2 separate regions of the Mus musculus genome follow, and region 1 is linked to region 2. Evidence: chromatin contacts called from public Hi-C data. All regions are on one chromosome and are shown on one strand. Each heading gives the region's core, a stretch centred on a gene start, on an enhancer-like site or on the middle of the called end of the contact. The rest is flanking DNA. Distances are from core to core; before and after follow the strand shown.

Evidence for each region. Hi-C and Micro-C count contacts between places; a contact is called where the count stands out from the background.
Region 1: a contact with region 2 is called in a Hi-C map of the C2C12 cell line, with 2.8 times the contacts expected there. The contact joins two enhancer-like sites. A contact is called at or near these places in 3 of 484 Hi-C or Micro-C datasets (the C2C12 cell line, adipose-derived mesenchymal stem cells and embryonic fibroblasts) and 1 of 9 other capture datasets (pancreatic islet).

The regions. Positions count from the first base shown.
Region 1 is chrX:157,161,290-157,163,989 of GRCm38.p6, reverse strand. Phex (phosphate regulating endopeptidase homolog, X-linked) reads left to right here. Exons shown (of 22, transcript NM_011077.2): 22 at 1-1,915. Among named protein-coding and RNA genes, the nearest start is that of Gm52451, 98 kb to the left of the region's middle. Within about 2 kb of position 1,264, at least 1 of the 459 cell types and tissues checked has an H3K27ac peak or open chromatin away from gene starts, as enhancers often do. A contact at or near this core is called in the C2C12 cell line, where this site is marked.
Region 2 is chrX:157,027,688-157,030,387 of GRCm38.p6, reverse strand. No RefSeq gene overlaps it. Among named protein-coding and RNA genes, the nearest start is that of Gm52451, 230 kb to the left of the region's middle. Within about 2 kb of position 1,262, at least 29 of the 459 cell types and tissues checked have an H3K27ac peak or open chromatin away from gene starts, as enhancers often do. A contact at or near this core is called in the C2C12 cell line, where this site is marked.

The sequences.
Region 1 (2,700 bases), core at 15-2,514, 130 kb before region 2:
ATTGTAATGGCATTGAAGTGGTGAGTACTTCTTGTTTTTTTTTTTAAATATTTTTAATCTAGTATAGGCATTTTCCTACCCCCAACACATTATTCATTGTACATGGCGTGCTGGTTAAGTGGGCCAATAGAAAATTTTCAAAAGCAAAATGACAAATTCAGATGAACCACAGGAGGTCAATTTTGCATCCTTGTGACTTGTCATTCTTTTATAAAAGAAATGTAAGTGTGAACCATATCCTTTTGTAACCATGGGAACTTCCAAAGAGAGAAAAATGGAAGGACATCATCATAAGGAAAACAATTACACTGCATTAGTCTGAGGAGAGTGATTTTCCCCTTGACTTCCTCCTCTCCGAATGGATACACTTCTGAAGGGCAGCAGCCTTTTCTTCCTCTTATCCATGGTTTAAAGTGACCTTGGCTTGTATTTCTAAACACAAACAGCATCATGTGAGGTGTTAGAAATATATGTGCCTTTTCTCTGGTGTAGCCATTCTGATTTGTCAATACTCATTTTTATTCCTGAACACCGAAGTTTGCCAGGCTTATATAAATAGTGCATTCCTTCTAAGTTTCCTTTTTAACAATTCCAAGCAAACACATTCCTGCAGGTCAGAGAGTGTGTTTGAGAAGACTATAGATTTATGACTTTGGAAATGGTATTGGTTTATTGGTTAAGGACGACTGGTTAGTGATTAGAGTTCTCCCAGTTTCTGGATGACAGGATTAGTAACTAAGTATTTTGATCAACTTGGATTTTCAAGAGATACAAAATTACTCTTAGTAGCCACACACATTTTCTACAAGTGCTAGCTTTTTAAGTGTTTTGGTTAAACCCTTCAAACTACAATATTGTTCTCTGTGCAGCTTGATTTCCTAAAGAGACACTGATTAAATGGTAGAGAAAGTCAGACATAATTGAAGAATGGAAGAAAAGCAGGGGGAGCTAGCCTAAGGAAAACAAGACAGCATCTTTTTTGCTCCTTGATATACATGTTCACTGGAGGAGAACCAAAAAGTCTTTAAAAATAATTATGGTAAATCAAAGGGAAATTAAATATTGGATCTCAGACTAGGGCTACAGCAACACACTGCTCTGACTCATATAGCAGCTGTTCTGCAAGTGGATTATTAACTGGGCATTTGAAGGAGTTTTTCTTTTTTAATGTGTGTGGAATTCTCTTTTGTGAGTCAAGGACTCTGTAGATTTAAAGCTGTGTTGTTTGGCCTTACTACCGTTGTCCAAAGTTTGCTGAGTTTTTCACCAAATACTCAGTATAGGCCTCCTATTCCTGCCTCACTCTCTTTTATTAGATGGATTGGGGCATGACTGCTGTAAGATCAGATTTCATAAATTATCCTCAAGCTTATTTAGTGCCTTACGTCAATGGAGCTTAAAGCATAGCCCATAAATTTTATCTTATTTAGCCCTAGAGCATCACTAAGAAGAAACTAGGAACTAAGGCTCAGCAGACAGAGAGTGCTCATGCCAAGAGAAATGGGAAAGCTTAGAATTGCTTGTCCAAGATCTCAGGGCATGGAAGGACAGGTTTTGTGCTTCGGGATACTGATCTTTGGATTAACTTGCATCTCTTAGAGTATCTTCTTTTCTAATATGTTTATTCCACCAGCATTTCTAAAATTGCTTATCATTTGGTAGCCACTGCCTTTGATATTTTTAGCATAATGTCACAGTACATCTTAAATTGTGGAAAACTGCATGATTGTTCCATGGAATAACATCTTTATCACTAGTGGCAATGCTTTATTGGTTTTAAGAAAGATGTTCTTGTACTGTGCAGTTTAAAAACAATCTATGTCATTACTATCAGACTGGTTTGGTTGTGATTTTTTTCCTTTGTGAAGCAATGAGAATCATTATTTTAAGGACAATAAAACATTTGTTGAAGGTTTTCTGTTGCTCTCCTTTTTTGCAATCCCAATCTATTATATATGTGGATATTCAGGTCTGCTTTAAAATATATTTGCCAGAAAACTGTGCAAGCCACTTCACCAAACTAAATTTCTTGCTTTGGGAAAGTAAGACTTAAATGTAGAAACTTTCTGTAGACAACGAGAGATTTGCAAGCTGGTCATTACATTCCTTCTAGAATATAAGTCAGCAGATGCGGTTTTATGGCCTTTGTAATAATATTCCTGCTGAGGGAAAGAGATGCCTCTGAGAAAATTATCTACTGGGGTAGGGCTGGTCTTACAAAAGTAATAATGCACAAGAGCATTCCTACTGAAGCAGAGAATCTCTATGTGCTGTTACTGTGCCTTAACAATACAGTCAATTTATAGTCATTCATTCGGCACATGATAACTGAGCATCCATTCTATTGAAATCACCAAGCCAGCTATATTTAGGAAGATAATATACAGTCTCTGGCTCCAGTAAGCTGTTTGGTTTAACACAGGAGATGGATATTGTAAATGGGTATAACTATACCACTGAGTAACATCTGATATTTTAAGTACATTAGAGTGTGGTTTGGGACACATGTAAAAATTATTCAGCTCTCCTATGATGGACATTATCAGTCTACCCTCTTCCAAGATTCCAACAAATTCCTTTGGCAAGAAGCACTAACTTACCTTCTTTGCACTTTTGTTTCTAATTGGTTATGGTTATCTAGATACATACCTTCATGCACTTGGGACTTCTTTGACCAATCCACTTTCAGTGAACTGTAGT
Region 2 (2,700 bases), core at 13-2,512:
AACTTCAAGTCTCTGAAGAAAGAAATTAAAAAAGATCTCAGAAGATGGAAAGATCTCCCATGCTCATGGATTGGCAGGATCAACATTGTAAAAATGGCTACTTGCCCTTGCTATATCTGACTGGAGCCTGTTCTTCCTGTGATCTTGGTTGTGGCAGAACTCCCCAGATTTCAGTTGTCTCTGTGATCCTGTGATCCTGTGATCCTGAGATCCTGTGATCCTGTGATCCTGAGATCCTGGGTGTGTCAGAGCTCCTGGGAGTCAAACTGCCTCTGGGACCCTGAGAGCATGGTGTGTCTAAACTCCTGTGATCTTTTGATCCAGTGATCCTGTGGTCCTGGGAGTGTTAGCGTGCCAGGGAGAGGATCTTCCTCTGGGACTTGTGGGATTGACTACAGAGGTCGTTCCCAAGGCCTCTCAGGTCACTGGCCCACAGACTGGAAAGAACCTGTGCCACTGGTCAGGCTGAATTCCTGGGTGCATGGTTCCTGCTGGTCCCAGTTACTTCGGGTGTTGGGATGTTGTGTCCTCCTCACCTCTGATCCTATGATCCTGGGAGTTTTAGAGTGCCTAGAAGTAGATCTTCCTCTGGGTGTTGTCGGATTGGTTGTGGAGTTCAGTCCCAAGGTCTGCTAGAGGCACTGGCCCAGACCGAAAGCTTCTTCCCCATTTTTGTTCCTACAGTTCTTTCATACAGGAACAATTCTGGGTCAGAGCTTTTGAGTGTGGGATGGAAACCTCATCCCTCCACTTGATGCCCTATCTTTCTACTGGAGGTGGATTCTATAAGTTCCTTCTCCTCACTATAGGACATTTCATCTAAGGTCCCTCCCTTTGATTTTAAAAAAGATTTATTTATTTTTACTTATATGAGTACACTGCAGCTGTCTCAGACACACACCAGAAGAGTGTATCGGATCCCATTACAGATGGTTGTGAGCTACCATGTGATTGCTAGGAATTGAACTCAGAACCTCTGGAAGAGCAGTCAGGGCTCTTAACTGATGAGCCAACACTCCAGTCCCCTCCCTTTGATTTTAATGACAATGAGTTATATTGCTTTAGGGAAGCTGCCTGAGTTATCTTTTTTCTGGACCAACAAATTACAACTGTACTTAGTGTGTTTAAAAGGACAATTACATTCCTAAATCTGCAATTTGAGCAAGGCTCAGTGGTTGCAGCTTATGCCTACTCTGTTCTGTGACTGCTGAGTGCTGGAGAGCTGTGGTTTAGCATTTCATGGAAGTATGTGCCTTTAGCAATATGATTACTGGCTAAGACATGAGTCAAGCCTTTCAGCTGACTCACTCATTCCATGTGTGACTCAATCCTGTGTTGTGGCTTTAAAATATTGTGAGTGAAATTAAAGGATGAGGAATGAGGGAGGGGAGAGGCTAAGAGTGAGAGAATCAGGGAATGCAGGCAAAGGGAGGAGGAAACCTGAAAGATGGTGGGGGAAGAAGGAAGAATGTGAATGAATGAATGAGTGAATGAATAAATGAATATGAACAAGCACAAGTGAGCAATCACAAACTGACCTCAATAGCATGTGATGTTGTCAAGCTGCTAGGTGCATTGGAACTATGCTTTAATACTTCAGAATTATATGACTTCACGTATTCTCACCTAAATATGCTTATATTTTATTTATATACCATATATGTAAAATATGCTGTGTTTTAGAGTATAATTTTAGATCCTATATTACCCTTCATATGTGTTCTTGAATTCTTTTATTCTATGATTTTTTTCACTGCTTCTTTTCCTTTCATAGTCTTGGCATAGGCAAAGACTATTGGTCAGTCATTTTGTAGCATATCCCTAGATTTGGGCCTGTCCGAATTTTTTTTTTTTAATTTTATGTATTCACTTTACATCTTTTTTTTTTTTTTTTAAAGATTTATTTATTTATTTATTGTAAGTACACTGTAGCTGTCCTCAGACACTCCAGAAGAGGGAGTCAGATCTCGTTACAGATGGTTGTGAGCCACCATGTGGTTGCTGGGATTTGAACTCCTGACCTTCGGAAGAGCAGTCGGGTGCTCTTACCCACTGAGCCATCTCACCAGCCCCCTCACTTTACATCTTGATTGCAGCTTCTCTTCCTTCTCTCCTTCCAGTCCCTACCCCTCATGTCCCCTCCCCTAAGCCCCCTTCCCTTTCTTCTCAGAGATGATGAGATATCCAATGTATATCAAGAAGACTTGGCAAATCAAGTTGCAGCAGGACTAAGCACATCATGTCCCATTGAGGTAAGACAAGACAGTCCGGTTAGAGGAAAGGGATCCAAAGGCAGGCAACAGACAGCCCCTTCTTCCACATGAAGACCAAGCTGCACATCTGCTACAAATGTGGAGAAGGCCTAGGTTCAGCCTCGGCATGCTTTTTTATTTTATTTTATTTTTATTTTTTGTGGTTCAGTATCTGTGAACCACCATGGATTCAGGTTAATTTATTCTGTAGATTCTCCTTGAGCCCTCTGGCTCCTTCAATCCTTCCTCGTCCTCTTCCACAAGATTTATGAAGCTCCACCTATTGTTTGGTGTGGAGCACCTGCATCTGTTTCTATCAGCTGGTGGGTGAAGCCTGTCAGAAGACAGTTATGCTACATGCTTGTCTGCAAATATAGCAGAATATCATTGATAGTGTAAGGGGTTGGCTCTCTCTCATGGCATGGACCTCAATTTGGGCCAGTTATTG